2 separate regions of the Pan troglodytes genome follow, and region 1 is linked to region 2. The links are chromatin contacts, called in public Hi-C maps. All regions are on one chromosome and are shown on one strand. The core of a region is the stretch at or near the end of the contact, and the rest is flanking DNA. Distances in the headings are between cores, read along the strand shown.

What was found. A called contact is a pair of places that touch in the nucleus more often than the background predicts.
Region 1: a Hi-C map of stem cell-derived neural progenitor cells shows a contact between it and region 2, with 3 times the contacts expected there. The contact joins two enhancer-like sites. A contact is called at or near these places in 3 of 7 Hi-C or Micro-C datasets (blood, induced pluripotent stem cells and stem cell-derived neural progenitor cells).

What each region holds. Positions count from the first base shown.
Region 1 is chr15:69,825,571-69,829,592 of NHGRI_mPanTro3-v2.0_pri, reverse strand. No RefSeq gene overlaps it. Among named protein-coding and RNA genes, the nearest start is that of RGS6, 80 kb to the left of the region's middle. Within about 2 kb of position 1,937, at least 3 of the 24 cell types and tissues checked have an H3K27ac peak or open chromatin away from gene starts, as enhancers often do. A contact at or near this core is called in stem cell-derived neural progenitor cells, where this site is marked.
Region 2 is chr15:69,731,637-69,736,027 of NHGRI_mPanTro3-v2.0_pri, reverse strand. No RefSeq gene overlaps it. Among named protein-coding and RNA genes, the nearest start is that of RGS6, 170 kb to the left of the region's middle. Within about 2 kb of position 1,982, at least 8 of the 24 cell types and tissues checked have an H3K27ac peak or open chromatin away from gene starts, as enhancers often do. A contact at or near this core is called in stem cell-derived neural progenitor cells, where this site is marked.

The sequences.
Region 1 (4,022 bases), core at 688-3,187, 94 kb before region 2:
CCTAATTTCCTTATTACTGATTCTTTCAGAGATATAATATATGTTCCTCACGAAAAAAATCTGTAATCCTCACCATCGAAGGCCACTACTGCATATACTTGATTCCAAACCAGGAGCACAAAGGTGCGCATTCTTCTCGTGTCCATTGCAGTACACTGTTCAGCAAGCTGCAGACCTAGCTGCGCCTTTACTACAGGGGAAGCGGGGGCCCTGGATGAGGGTCTGGGCTGGGATGAGAGACCCTCATCCCCCAGCTCAGACACATCTGCTTTAAGAAATGGCTCACGCCTGTAATCCTAGCACTTTGGGAAGCCGAGGCTGGTGGATCATGAGGTCAAGAGATTCAGACCATCCTGGTCTACATGGTGATACCCCATCTCTACTAAAAATACGAAAAAAATTAGCTGGGCGTGGTGGCGCATGCTTGTAGTCCCAGCTACTCGGGAGGCTGAGGCAGGAAAATTGGTTGAACCCGGGAGGCAGAGGTTACAGTGAGTCGAGATAGCACCACTGCACTCCAGCCTGGTGACAGAGCAAGACTCGGTCTCAAAAAAAAAACAAAAACAAAAAGAAAAAAGAAATGGAGTAAAACTTCCTTGAAGCCACTGCTCTTCTGCTCTTTCCAATAAAAGGAAATGCACGTAGATCCACTGGGCTCAGAGTGACCTCCTGTCAAGGACTTCTAAATTGTCTTCAAAGATGGAAAATATTGCTTTGTACACAGCTCTTGGGATGGATTAATCATGAGCTGAATTTCACATAAAAGCAGAGACAAGAGACTTGATGCAGTCCAACATTCTTCCTTAACTTTTTTATTAAGAAAGTTTTCAAAAGTACACAAAAGAAGAGAGAATAATATAAAAAAACTCAATACACCCACCCTTGGATTCAACAGTTATTCACTTTTTGCTCCAGTTGCTTCATGTCTTCCTTTTGGTCAGCCTTCTTTTTTTGTGAATATTTCTTAAAATCCCTGTCATCATGCCATTTCACCCCAAAGTCCTTCCATATATCTCTCTAATAGACTTTTTATGTATAAACACAAAACCTTTATCACAATCAGTGGTATTAATACTCACTTTATATTCAAATTTTCAGCTGAGCATGGTGGCTCACGCCTGTAATTCCAGCACTTTGGGAGGCCGAGGCAGGTGGATCATTTGAGGTCAGGCGTTCGAGACCAGCCTGGCCAACATGGTGAAACCCCGTCTCTACTAAAAATACAAAAATTAGCCGGGTATGGTGGCGGAAGCTAGTAGTTCCAGCTACTTGGGAGGCCGAGGCAGGAAAATCACTTTAACCTGGGAGCCAGAGGTTGCAGTGAGCCGAGATCGTGCCATTGCACTCCAGCCTGGGTGACAGAACAAGACTCTGTCTCAAAAAAAAAAAACAAAAAACAATTGTTTCAAAAATGTCTTTTTATAATTGGTTTCTTCAAAACAGGACCTAAACAAAATCAGGTCACTGCATTTGACTGTTATGTTGCTTAAATTTCTTCTAGCCTAGAGTAGTGTTACCAACTTACTGCCAGCAAGGTTCTCTAATTTCTTGAGTTCTTCAACTGTGTTCTTCCTCACCTCCACATCTCTGTACTTGCTGTACTTTCTGCCTAAAAGATGTCCCCTGGCCCACACATTGCCCCAAAATCTTCTGCTTGTCCTTCAGCTTTCAAATGAGATATTCTTGCTTGTATAACGTAGCCCTCTGTCAGAGCTTCTTTTGTTAAGCCCTTTGATTGTGATCCTAGTGTGCGTATTGATTACTATATTTATCAAGCGTTTTTGCATCATATGGAAAATGGCTACCAATGGGACTGGGCAAAAAATTCAGTCTGTTAAATGCAGACTCTGATTCCACAGTTCTGGGATGAGGTGTGAGGATCTGCATTCCTCACAGGCTCCCTGGTGATGCCAATGCAGCTTGTCTAAAGACTGCACAATGAGTGGTGACAGGCTAGATCATTCCCCACTTCCTCTATCGTACCACTTACCACACTGTATTGCAATGGTTTCTTTGAATATCTGTCTTCCCTCTAGAACAGGGGTTTGTAAACTATTGGAACAAAGCCATACCCATTTGTTAATGTCTTGTATGTGACTGCTTTTGAGCTATAACATCAGAGTTGAGCAGTTGCAAGAGAGACCATATGGCCCACAAAGTCTGAAATATTTACCATCTGGCTCTTAATGGAAAAAGTTTGCCAACCCTTCCTTTAGACTGTAGTGCAGGGAGATAGTTTTTTCTTTTTCTTTTCCTTTTTTCTTTTTTTTTTTTTTTTTTTTTTTTTTTTTTTTTTTGAGACAGAGTCTTGCTCTGTCGCCCAGGCTGGAGTTCAGTGGCGCAATCCTCTCTCACTGCTACCTCCGCCTCCTGGGCTCAAGCGATTCTCCTGCCTCAGTCTCCTGAATAGCTAGGATTATAGGCACCCGCCATCCCACCCAGCTAATTTTTGTGTTTTTAGTAGAGATGGGGTTTCACCATGTTGGCCAGGCTGGTCTCAAACTCCTGACCTCCGGTAATCCGCCCACCTCGGCCTGCCAAAGTGCTGGGATTATAGGCATGAGCCACCGTGCCCGGCCAGGAGACAGCTTTTTCATTAGAATATCTCAGACCCAAGTCAAAGACCCTGCACATAATAGGGACTGAGTAAGTAAGTTACTGAACGATGAATAATGAGAGTAACCGACAATAAGTGAGCGCTTACTACATGCCAGGAATTATACTAAATGTTTTATATGCAGCATCTCATTTAATTCCATGCTAACTCTATGCAGGGGGAAGACTATTCTCATGTTTCAGGTAAAGAAACAGAGGCTTAGAGGTTCCTTTCCTATCCATGTTGAAAGGACTCACAAGCCCATGTAATCTGACTCTAGCACACTTTAACACGTGAAAAGTTGCTCATGGAAAGGTTAAGCAAAACCTGTTTATCCTGGGCCCATTTGAGGCAGACTGAGTCACTGTCTCTGTGAAAATGACTACCAATGGGACTGGGCAAAAAATATTAAAACATTCTTACAGTTTAAATCAAAAGATGCCAGGTTAATTGAACATACACACACATAAAAGCACCTTCTTTGTAGTAAATACTATCCAATTACAGTGGACCCAGCCATTCTTCGAAGAGTCCAAAGCGTGACCTGTACTTAAGAGAATTATAAGATTATAAACTACCTAGGGGCTTCTTTCCCTTGGAAGCTCTTTCTTCACCCTGCACACCCCAAAAACTGTCTCCAGTATGGCACCTTGCTCAGTCTTGAGCCACTGTAGGCACTTGATAAGAGAGAGCCTACACGGAAGAATGAAGCAGGTGAAATCTATTAAACTTGAGAAAGCTTCTCGTACATGCTACTTCGTTTTCTAGTACCATAATTCCCAGAAGATAGGCAGAAGGGTGGCAACTAGTTTAACCCTTTATTATTATTATTATTATTATTATTTTGAGATAGATCTCATTCTGTTGAGCAGTGGTGTGATCTCAACTCACAGCAGCCTCAACCTCCTGGGCTCAATCAATCCTCTAGCATCAGGCTCCCAAGTAGCTGGGACTACAGGTGTGCACCACCACACCCAGCTAATTTTTTTTTTTTATTTTTTATAGAGATGGGGTTTCGCCATGTTACCCGGGCTGGTTTTGAGTTCCTGGGCTTAAGCAATCCTCCTGCCTCGGTCTCCCAAAGTGCTGGGATTATAGGTATGAGCCACTGTGCCCAGCCTTATTATTATTTTATTAAAAGCCAAAGGCTAAAGTGACTCAGCCAGTGTTTCATGGAATAGTAATAATTCTAGGAGTGAAATGCACGTGTCTTATGTTCCAATATAGTGAGAAAGAGAAGTTCAAAGAGAGCTAGAAATAATGAAAGAGAAAGAGAACCACAGGGAATGGTGAAAAAAAGAAAAACACATACAAGGCAGATACTAGCCTGCCAGAGCAACTGAGCAAGCCCAGAAGCGGTGGTGAGAAATTAGTCTGGAACACAAGACTCTTTGATTATGATCCTAGTTTGCATATTGATTACTAT
Region 2 (4,391 bases), core at 733-3,232:
TGGTCTCGAACTCCTGATCTCAAATGATCCACCCACTTGGGCCTCCCAAAGTGCTGGGATTATAGGTGTGAGTCACTGTGCCCAGCCACACATTTTAAATTAAAAGACAGACCTGGCAAGGTGGCTCATATCTGTACTCCCAGCACTTTGGGAGGCCAAGGTGGGAGGATCACTTGAGTCCAGGAGTTCAAGACCAGCCTAGACAACATGGTGAGACCCTGCCTCTATTATTTAAAATAAAAAAAATTCAAAAGATTTTTTAATGAAAATAAAAGACAAAATTTAAATAACAAAGTAAATCAAGCTTTTTTAAAAGCTGAAATTTTTATTTGATATTTTGAATTTAGATTAAATCTTAAACATTTTTATAAAAATAGCACTATTTAAATTCTACTGGTCATTTTCTATAGAGTTAACAATATAAAGAATCGACATTTCGCTTCAAACATGTTACCTCTAGCCTTTACATACACACATTTAAGAGGAATACGTATTGTTTAATATCACAAAGCGCCCTTCAGCCACCATGCGTACCTGTTGTGAATATCAAAGAACTGAAACCATGAATTAGAACACAAAGACAAGCAAGAGAAAGGACTCAGCACTATTGAGAAGCAACGCTTTGTTGTGCTTTGATGCTGGAAGAAAGTATTTGACAAGTGAATTAATCTGTCTTCCCTCCGCCCTAGGCACTTCTAATACTTAAATCCTTTCCACGTTTCTGAGCAGAAGAGCCTCTAAACTTTCAAGCCGCTCTGGGAGCCTCTAAAGTTTCAAGCCGCTCTGTCACAGCCACCTTTTGTTTGGAAGACACAGGGTGAAAGATAAGAATGGCAATTTCAGGCCAAGCTTTGTGGCCCATGCCTGTAATCCCAGTACTTTGGGAGGCCAAGGCAGTCGGATCTCTTAAGACCAGGAGTTCAATACCAGCTTGGCCAACATGATGAAACCCCATTTCTACTAAAAACACAAAAATTAGCCAGGTGTGGTAGCACGCGCCTGTAGTCCCAGCTACTTGTGGGGCTGAGGCAGGAGGATCGATTGAGCCCAGGAAGTCGAGGCTGCAGGGAATCGTGATTGTGCCACTGCACTCCAGCCCGGGTAACAGAGTGAGACCCTTTCTCTCAAAAAAGGAGGGCGGGGGGGGGGGGGCGGGGGGGAAGGCAATTTCTCTGAGGCCTGAACAGTGTTCCTGAGGACAGCATCTGTTTAGGGTTACAGGTGACCCTGTGCCAGCTCTAGGGGCCACATCTGAGTGACAGAAGTGCTACGCATTCTTTCACACATTGTGCCCCCTGGGGATATGCAGGTCCCATAAGAGGGACACGGTGCCCCTCTTGTCCAGGTTTAAGGGTGGCACTGTGAGGGCCCATTTCTCTGGGATGAGCCTGCCTAGGGCTGGGCTCAGGAGGCAGGAAGACTAGAATGGAATGTGAGAGCTTCCCACGCTGAGAAAGGGGACTGGTGTCTCCAGCTTCTGAGCAGTCCCAGCGATGTGGCAGGGCCTCAGGGGAATAACCGCTTGAACTCAGCAGGGGAGGCAGGCCCAGCCTGTGCAGTGACCTCCGCGCCCTGGCTCAACAGGAGGGCATTGAGGACCAGGGGGGTGAGGACGAGGGGTCTGTAAACCAGCCAATGGCAACCAGAAACCAGAGGCCTCTCCTGCCCGCACCCCGGGACCTTGATAGGACCCCGAGAGGGAAGGAGAGAGCCTCTGTCATGAAAAGAATTGTATTCCAGCCTCGCCAGATTAGATTTGACTTGAAGCAGGAAGAAAGAAATGTGACATTTCTCACCTCATTTTGTTCAATAAAATCAGAATCCACCACGGAAGTAAATTTGTTTGAGTCGTGGCACGTTTCTCCAGCTCTTTTCTCCTCCACCCCTGGAAGCGAGGGGAGCCCACGGTCTGGGGAAGGGCGGACGTCGGGGCCTTCCCTACCGGACAGCACTGCCGCTTCTGCAATCTGCCTTCCTCCTTCTGCGGACTGTTCCTGCCGGAGGCCCCAGCGGCCTGGCCTCGCATCAGATCGCCTGAGGGCCTCTCAGGTGTTGGTGGAGGGAGGTCATCTGGGTGGGAGAAGTTTTGCCATCAGCCTGAGGAGAGGACAGTGGGGATTCTGGGCAGAAAACAATGCGAACCATCAACAGAATACATATATATATATATATATATATATATATATATTTTTTTTTTTTTTTTTTTTTTTTTTTTTTTTGAGACGGAGTCTCACTTTGTCATCCAGGCTAGAGTGCAGTGGCGCAATCTCGGCTCACTGCAACCTCCACCTTCTGGGTTCAAACAATTCTCCTGCCTCAACCTCCCGGGTAGCTAGGATTACAGGCGCCCACCACCACGCCAGGCTAATTTTTGTATTTTAGTAGAGAGAGAGTTTCGCCATGTTGGCCAGGCTGGTCTTGAACTGCTGACCTCAAGTGATTCACCCGCCTCGGCCTCCAAAGTGCTGGGATTACAGGCATGAGGCACCGCGCCCAGCAACAGAAGTTCTTTTTCCTCCGTCTGGCCTTCCAGGTTCAAGCAAAGCCAGTGTCATTTGCCCAGGCCTCTCAGGATCCTTTTTGCTTCCAGAGACTCCCTCTTTACTCCCCACGCCGGGTACCCAGAAAAGTCCTTGAAAGAAATTGTTCTCCTCCTCCCCAGGGGTGGGGGGTACCACTTGGCCAATGAATGGTTACTCCCAACCTTACCCATGAGCTCAGACACTGACAAGGCTGCAGGTCCTGCTCAAATCGAAATAGGAGCTATCAAATCCCGGGAGGGCCCCTGGCTCTGAGCCCAGTCTTCTTGCCTTCACGATTTCTCCTGGCACAGAATCAGCCGGGAAACGCGCTCTTTCACTTGAACGCAAGTGAGGACTCGGACAGCAGAGGGAGCCAGCAGCCCGCGGTTGGCGCTGAGGCCCGGCTTCTGAAATCCCATCTGTTCCCAGAGCTTGTTGGCGCCCCCCGTGCAAGTTGGGGCACACAGAAAATACAAGTTTTCTTAAATGAATGCCTCCCAAGGGGTCAGAAACAGGGCCCGCTGGGGTTTTCTTACAAATTCGTAACCTGCGTGGCTCTCCCGTGCCAATTAAATAATCAGGAGGAAATACCGCGTTTGTCTATTAAAGCCTGGTGTTGCTTCTCAGAGACTCACAGTGTAATATCAGAGGGAATTTACCTTCCATTGGGATTCTTTTGCCATTAACAATTCTTCCTCTCCGTGGGAACTTGCATGTCGCCTCTTCCCCTCGGCCCTCAGAACGCTTACTCTGTGGGCACACAGGAAAAGGTATGGGGGTCTCTGTGCTGAGCGCCCCAAGTGCCTCGTCTATAGGCAGACATTTTGATAAGCTAATCAGCTCTTTAACCAACTATCTGATAATATCTGATTTTTAAAAAGGCTTTCATAAAGTACTTTGTGCTATAGTAATATTTCCAAAGAGGAGCTGAACCCATTTATTGCAATGAACTAACATTTCGAATGCAATGCTGCTTTTCACCCAGCAACCCACGGCCAGGCCAGGCTTTCTTATTCCTGTTCTTCCGCCGAGGAGTCAGAATTATTTGCACCTCCTGCTCGTGTTCTCCACAGATTTCGTGGGGGCAGGTGCTGTGGGTTTCTGGAGATGAGCACTAACAGCTGTGCCACTCGGGACTTTGAGGAACGCCCAGTCTCCCACCAGCGTTCTCCACGGGGATATCCGGTTAGTTTTCAAGGCCCCGTGCAGCCCCCACACCTATTTTCTCTGTGGCACCGCGGAGGTCTCAGCCGCACGACTTTCAACTGGACGCCAGGAGTCTCCACAGAAGAACGTTGATCACTCATGACGTGGGGCGGAGAGATCCACACTGCTGAAGTTTATCAGAGGAGCCAAAGTCTGCCTTTATCTCACTCGGATACTACAGGATGCCTGGGGCTGACGGATCAGGGAGGGGCAGCGGGGCCAGGAGGGAACCTGGAAGAAGTGAGATTAGGGGCTTTGGATTAAGCCTGGATTCATAACAGGTGGAATGACACTTCTCAAGGAGGCCTGTTCTGTTTTGTTTTCAAGAGATGGGGTCTCTCTGTGTTGCCCAGGCTAGCACAGTGCTGCAATCACAGCTCACTGCAGCTTTGACCTCCTGGGCTTAAGGGATCCTCCCCCTTCAGCCTCCCAAGTAGCTGGGACTATGGGACTATCGGTGTGAGCCACTACACCTTGCTAGTTGTTGTTTCTTCCCCCCAACCCCCCACCTCACCCCATCCCATAGAGACTGGGGTCTCACTTTGTTGTCCAGGCTGGTCTTGAACTCCTGGCTTCAAGCAATCCACCCTCCTCAAGCCTCCCGAAGTGTTGGGATTACAGGCATGAACTACCACACCTGGCCAAGGAGGCTTGTTTAAAATG